2 separate regions of the Sus scrofa genome follow, and region 1 is linked to region 2. Evidence: chromatin contacts called from public Hi-C data. All regions are on one chromosome and are shown on one strand. Each heading gives the region's core, a stretch centred on a gene start, on an enhancer-like site or on the middle of the called end of the contact. The rest is flanking DNA. Distances are from core to core; before and after follow the strand shown.

Region 1 (2,753 bases), core at 33-2,532, 750 kb before region 2:
TTCTGCTACCTCATGTGGTTTAATTCAGGCCACCCTGCCCACTCCCCCTCACGTTTTTAAAATAAACTTTCTACTGTGTAATAATTTGAGATTTACAGAAAAGTTACAAAGAGAATACAGCCGGATACCTTACACTATCATGATCCAGTTGTCAAAACCAACCAGGTACAGACAGGTATATTACTATTCACTAAATTCCAGACTTTGCTTGAAGCTCACTGGTGTTTCCACTCACTTCCTTTTCTGTTCTAGGATCCAACAGTCCATTTAGCTGTCAGCCTTCCTTAGTCCCTTCTGGCCTGTGGTACTTTCACAGTCTTTTCTTATTTCCCATAACCTTGACAATTTTGAGACGTACCAGCCTGCAACGTGTTCCCCAATTTGGTTTGTCTGATGTTTCTCCTCCTCGTTAGACTGGAGTTAAGGTTTTGGGGAGAAGACCAGAGCGGGACGTGCCCTTCCTGTCATGTCACGCGATCACAGGACTTATCACCCGAGAAATAACCTTGAGCACTGGGTTAAGGAGTGTTTGCCAGGTTCTTCCACTTTACAAAGACTATTTTGATGTGTTCCCAGGGAATAAAGCTTTGACTCTATCACCAAGAGGTACCAGGATAAACTAACTGGAAGAGACAGGAGTGGGCACCTCAAGGAGGCTTGGTCACTTTCCCGGTTTGCAGGTGAGCGGGATATGGTGGGGTCATCCTTGACCTTGCTGGTTCAGGTCCCTGAATTCCAGGTGACTCTGAATTCCAGGTGGTTCTCTGATGTTGGTGTATCAATCACCAGGAGAGCTGTCTGAGAGTTTCCGACTCAGCAGGCTTGGCCTGGAGCCTAGGCCACTGTATTTTAATGAACTCCCCGGTGATTCTGAGCTATCCCAGCCTTTAGAATCCCTGAACTACAGCTCAGATTTGTCTTTCAACTGAAAGCATCCACTCTGGGTTTCACTCCAGTCCTTCCACTTGCCAGCAGGTGGAGCCAGAGGCCCATGGCTCTGAATCGGCTGAAGAAAAACTAGGACAAATTCCAGTCAACAAAGCATTCCGCATTGTAAGCAGAATTAGGGTTATTTTGAAACAGATGGGCTCTACAGAAGCTGCTGCACTGAATATTATGGAGTTGTTTATTGTCTAGATGGTCTGAAACCCGGGGATTATTTGCCAGCATCTAGCAGTTTCTGTGTCATATCAGATTTCTTCCAGAGCAGAGAGGCCCTGGGGGAGATACAGATGCGGTGGTAGATACGGATGCGGATAGAGAGCTTTTCACCAGCTCTGAGCTCAGAATTTTCTCTGGCTATGGTGCACGCTGCCTGGCGTAGCTGAGCGCTTCTTACTGGAATGATCTGTATCGCTCGAACTCCAAACGAGAAGAGATAAACAGATACAATCTGTGATAAGACGACAACTCATCCTGGATGCAGTAATACTAAAAATGACTTGCTTTAAACCGAATCAAAGTAGTCTGTTCCCTGCCTTACATTTTCACCTGACACCCCCCCCACCCCCGACACCCAATCCTCTTTCTTTCTGCCCCTCTCCTGGTCCTACCCCAGAAGACGTGGCGGGTGGGCGGGGGTGGGAAGCAGGATCCAGGAGGGCATCGAACGCTGGTCTGGACTGGGCCCCAGTTAGTGGTTCAAAGTGTGGAGGCGTATTAGTGAGTACTCTGTGAGGCCATAATCTGCAAAGGTCGCCAGCACCAGTGGTTCCTCCCCAGAGACTGTTTTTAATTCCTGAGCCTATGACCGCAGACACCTCGCTGCTGCTGTCCTGGGCGGCCTGGGATGGGAGAAGCCACAAAGGCATCTTTGGAGCCGGCAGCTTGGTACTTGGTGGTTCAGCAGGTTCCGCCTGGGCCGGCAGCTCCCTCCTTCCGCGGGCGAGAACAGTACCCCCTCTCTCACGCTGGGCAGGTCCTGCTCTCAGAAACATCCCTGACACCCTTGCTCTTTGGCCAGATTCTCAGATGCCCTGTGCAGACAGAGGCAGAGAGAAGCACCGCAGGTGACATCTGGATCTGTCCTGTGTTTTCTCCACTCGCTCCCACTTGAGTTTCACATCAGAAACAGCCCGACTTCCGGCTCTTGAAGCAAAGGCCCAAAGGTAATGTTTCTGTGAATTTTTATAATCATAGAGCATTTGGAATTAGCCAGTGTTTCCCTCAGAAACCTCCACCTCCTAAAATTCCTTTTAACATTAAACAAACAAAAACCCCAGTAAATATCATGCTAGAAAATCAAAGAATAAGGGGGAAAAGACAGAGGGCCAGGAGGAGAACTTTGGGAAGGGACAAAGAAACTTACATGGGGAGCTGCTGCCAATAACAAGCGTAACATAAACGGGGGGAATGGGTGACAGGAGGCTTCAGAATACCATTCGGTCTATTTGTTTCCTCTTCCAAATGCTCGAGGTCTGTCTGGGCTCTGGATTCCAAGCCATTAGAGAACTTCAGTATCTAGAAATAGGCTAAGAGGTGGTACGCACATCTGTGCTGTAAAGACCGTATAAAAATCCAAATTAGTGCTACTTTTCCAATACTGTCAGCCTGAATGGGGCCTACCTACATGTCGAGAGACACCGCTATCAACACGTAATTATAAAAACCATCCCTGACCCAGGAAACTGTCCCTGAGATGCTGAGCAGCCAAGGAGGACATCGTGATTCGAAGCTCTCACAAAAGCTGGAAGCCACCGGTAGGCTTCTCTCACAGGTGTAAACAGAGGAAGATAAACTGTTCTGAGAAAAGC
Region 2 (2,700 bases), core at 159-2,658:
ATCTAGCAGAAATTTCATTCCAGTTGAATGAAAAACACAAAAGGAAGGGTTCTATGGAGCTCGAAGTCTGCCAGTGAAAGATTTACTCCATGTGTGAAAGACTGGAGTGTCTTTCCCATAGCTGATTTATGAATTGCTTTATTAAGAAAGTCTTACGTGGTTAATATTTAAGTACCTGCTTGAATATAGTTATAAATTCCTAAGTAGAGAACCCATAAATTGAATATGAATGTGCACTCCAAATTACCTGTCAAAAAATAAATTTGTGTTTATCTATCTACCTAATTATTTCCTAAGAAACAGTATTATACCTAATTTGAATAGAATGCTGTTTCTATTTCAAAATTTAGATATTTCTAAAGATGATTAAGTATTAATTTACAGGGGAATTATTATACTTCGTTTTGGAATAAACCTGTCTAAATCTATGTCATGAAATGTACCCCTTTCAGACAGGATTACTTTAGTGATACCCTCTCATTTTATGAGATTTCATGTGTCATCACATAACTGGATATGTTACTCTCCGTACATAGCCTAATTTCCCACAGTCATAACTCTTAAACATTTTTCAGATTTTTTTTTCAGTAGGACAAATTTGGTAAGGTTATCAAATTATTTGACTGATAGACAAAATTTTATCTGAACTGTATCTCTTTTCAAAAAAAAAAATCAGTGATGAAAGATGTCTATTATATAACTCCTCTTGGATGGATCCCTCCCCTGTTAACCAACTCAGATTTTCAGGAAGCTTGAATTCCTCCAATTCCATTTTAATGCCTTTTTTTTTTTTTTCCTCATTCTGTTTCAGTGGCAATGAAGAACAGCTGGCCACCATCCTCTGTGATAATAACCCTCCATATAGTCGGAACTAGAGTGGTTTTGGACATGGTACTTACAAGGCATCTCCTTGCAAATGATGTAACCTATTTGGTATTTCACCCTGCAAATAGCTAAAGATTCCTTATAGCCAAGTCGTCCAATGACTCTCAAATTTTAGCTCTGTGTAGTATAATGCAAGCATTTTCTGCCTCATCTATTCAGGAATGGCTTTTGAGAAGTTTTCACAAGAAAATTTATTGTGTTTCATTTATGACATACAATGTAAGGAGAATGGAATGCTTTTCTGTTAGGATTTGCATTGATAATGAAAGGTTACCATAGTGCTGGTCTGCTTTTACCAAATTTGCCAAATTCTGAAGGGGATGCCAATTAGAAGGCTATAATGCTTTTCACTGCAACAGACTGAGACCACTACCTGGTGGTGGGGACCCATCACTGTTGGCTGGACCCAACTTCTAATTGGGAAGAAGGCAAATGCTAGATTGTACAGTGTTTATGAAGTGATACCAACCATTTCAAGTCATAGCCACACCCCAAGAAGGCTGAGGAAGTGATTCAGTCTTTCTTAAGTCATCTTTTCTATTAGTAGCAGGGGAGCCAAAAGTCTGAAAACACTCACATTTTGCTCTCTTTAGGAAAAAACAACATTGATTTTAGAGGCTTTTGTTATGGAGGCCAGGGGGATTTTTCCCACTGCAGCTCAAAAGAAGCTGGGTTTGGATTGGAAAGCCAGACATTTCTTGGCTTGAGTTTCTCACTTGAATGGGATTTGAGTGTGCCCCCTCCTCACCTCTCCAACCCCTCAGCCGCTAGAAGCCCCACCTCCTCCCTTGGACCATATGGGGAAGCTGGCTCAGTGGCTGTTATTCTACCGCCTCCAAGTTCACGCAGCTGTTCATCCCTGCTTGATGTACCGGTAATTACAGCAATGTGCTCTTCTTTTTCCAATCGTGTAACTTTTTCTAATAGAAATTGATTTGTTTTTTAGCAATTTCCATGCCTTTTGTTTCTTAATAAGAAAGGGTGTCTTGTGGCATTGAGGGATTCCATTTTCTGTTAAAAAACAAACAAACAAAACACCCCACAAAATTTCTATATCAGTTCCCAGCTCCATAGGAGGGTTCACTGGACAAGCCAAAATTGAGGAAGGGACTTAAGTGGGTGTAACTAACTTGATATGAATAGGTCAGTTGGGAAACAAAGCAAGTTCATAGCCCTCTGCACATGGAGGTGGTGAAAGAGCATTTTTTAAAAATGTGAAACTGGGAAAAATGAAAAAATACAAATTGACCTCTGCTTTCATGATCCAAATTCAATACACTCTCAAAGGATTTTTAAAACAAATATTTGAAGAGTTCTTCACTTATATCTTGGTTCTATTTTTTGGAGCATGCAAATTTTTTTGCTTTGATATTTGGGATTGGGTGGGGGACTCCAGCAATAGGAAGGAATGCATCCTTCCCTTTAGCTACGCCAAGCTCAGAGGCATAGATCAAACATCTGTTTGCTCACACTGTCATTTCATCTGTGGATAAAATAGATCAGCCCAGGAATCTCCACCCTTGTATCTCCCTACATGGCACTGGGAATCACCCCCGCCAACACACACACACTAATCATTAAAATTAAAAATAAAATGTTTAAAGCAATACTTTTTTCAACCCCTTAGAATATTTCATTTGGGGGCACTTATTTTTAAAAATTTGTTAAGCAGCAGTTGTAGCAGAAAATGCCAAGATAAATCCCTGTGTGTGGATAGAAATCTGAGTTCTCCACAACACACAGAGCTGATTAGATCAGTAGTGTTGATCTAATCTACTGATGAGATAACTGGTGATCTACAGATTCATTTTACTG

Evidence for each region. Hi-C and Micro-C count contacts between places; a contact is called where the count stands out from the background.
Region 1: a contact with region 2 is called in a Hi-C map of fetal skeletal muscle, with 2.2 times the contacts expected there. The contact joins two enhancer-like sites. A contact is called at or near these places in 2 of 47 Hi-C or Micro-C datasets (embryonic fibroblasts and fetal skeletal muscle) and 1 of 2 datasets of contacts at active chromatin or transcription factors (skeletal muscle).

What each region holds. Positions count from the first base shown.
Region 1 is chr15:128,454,185-128,456,937 of Sscrofa11.1, reverse strand. The region is part of intron 6 of RHBDD1 (rhomboid-related protein 4); the gene reads right to left. Among named protein-coding and RNA genes, the nearest start is that of RHBDD1, 110 kb to the right of the region's middle. Within about 2 kb of position 1,282, at least 17 of the 83 cell types and tissues checked have an H3K27ac peak or open chromatin away from gene starts, as enhancers often do. A contact at or near this core is called in fetal skeletal muscle, where this site is marked.
Region 2 is chr15:127,699,974-127,702,673 of Sscrofa11.1, reverse strand. No RefSeq gene overlaps it. Among named protein-coding and RNA genes, the nearest start is that of IRS1, 610 kb to the left of the region's middle. Within about 2 kb of position 1,408, at least 8 of the 83 cell types and tissues checked have an H3K27ac peak or open chromatin away from gene starts, as enhancers often do. A contact at or near this core is called in fetal skeletal muscle, where this site is marked.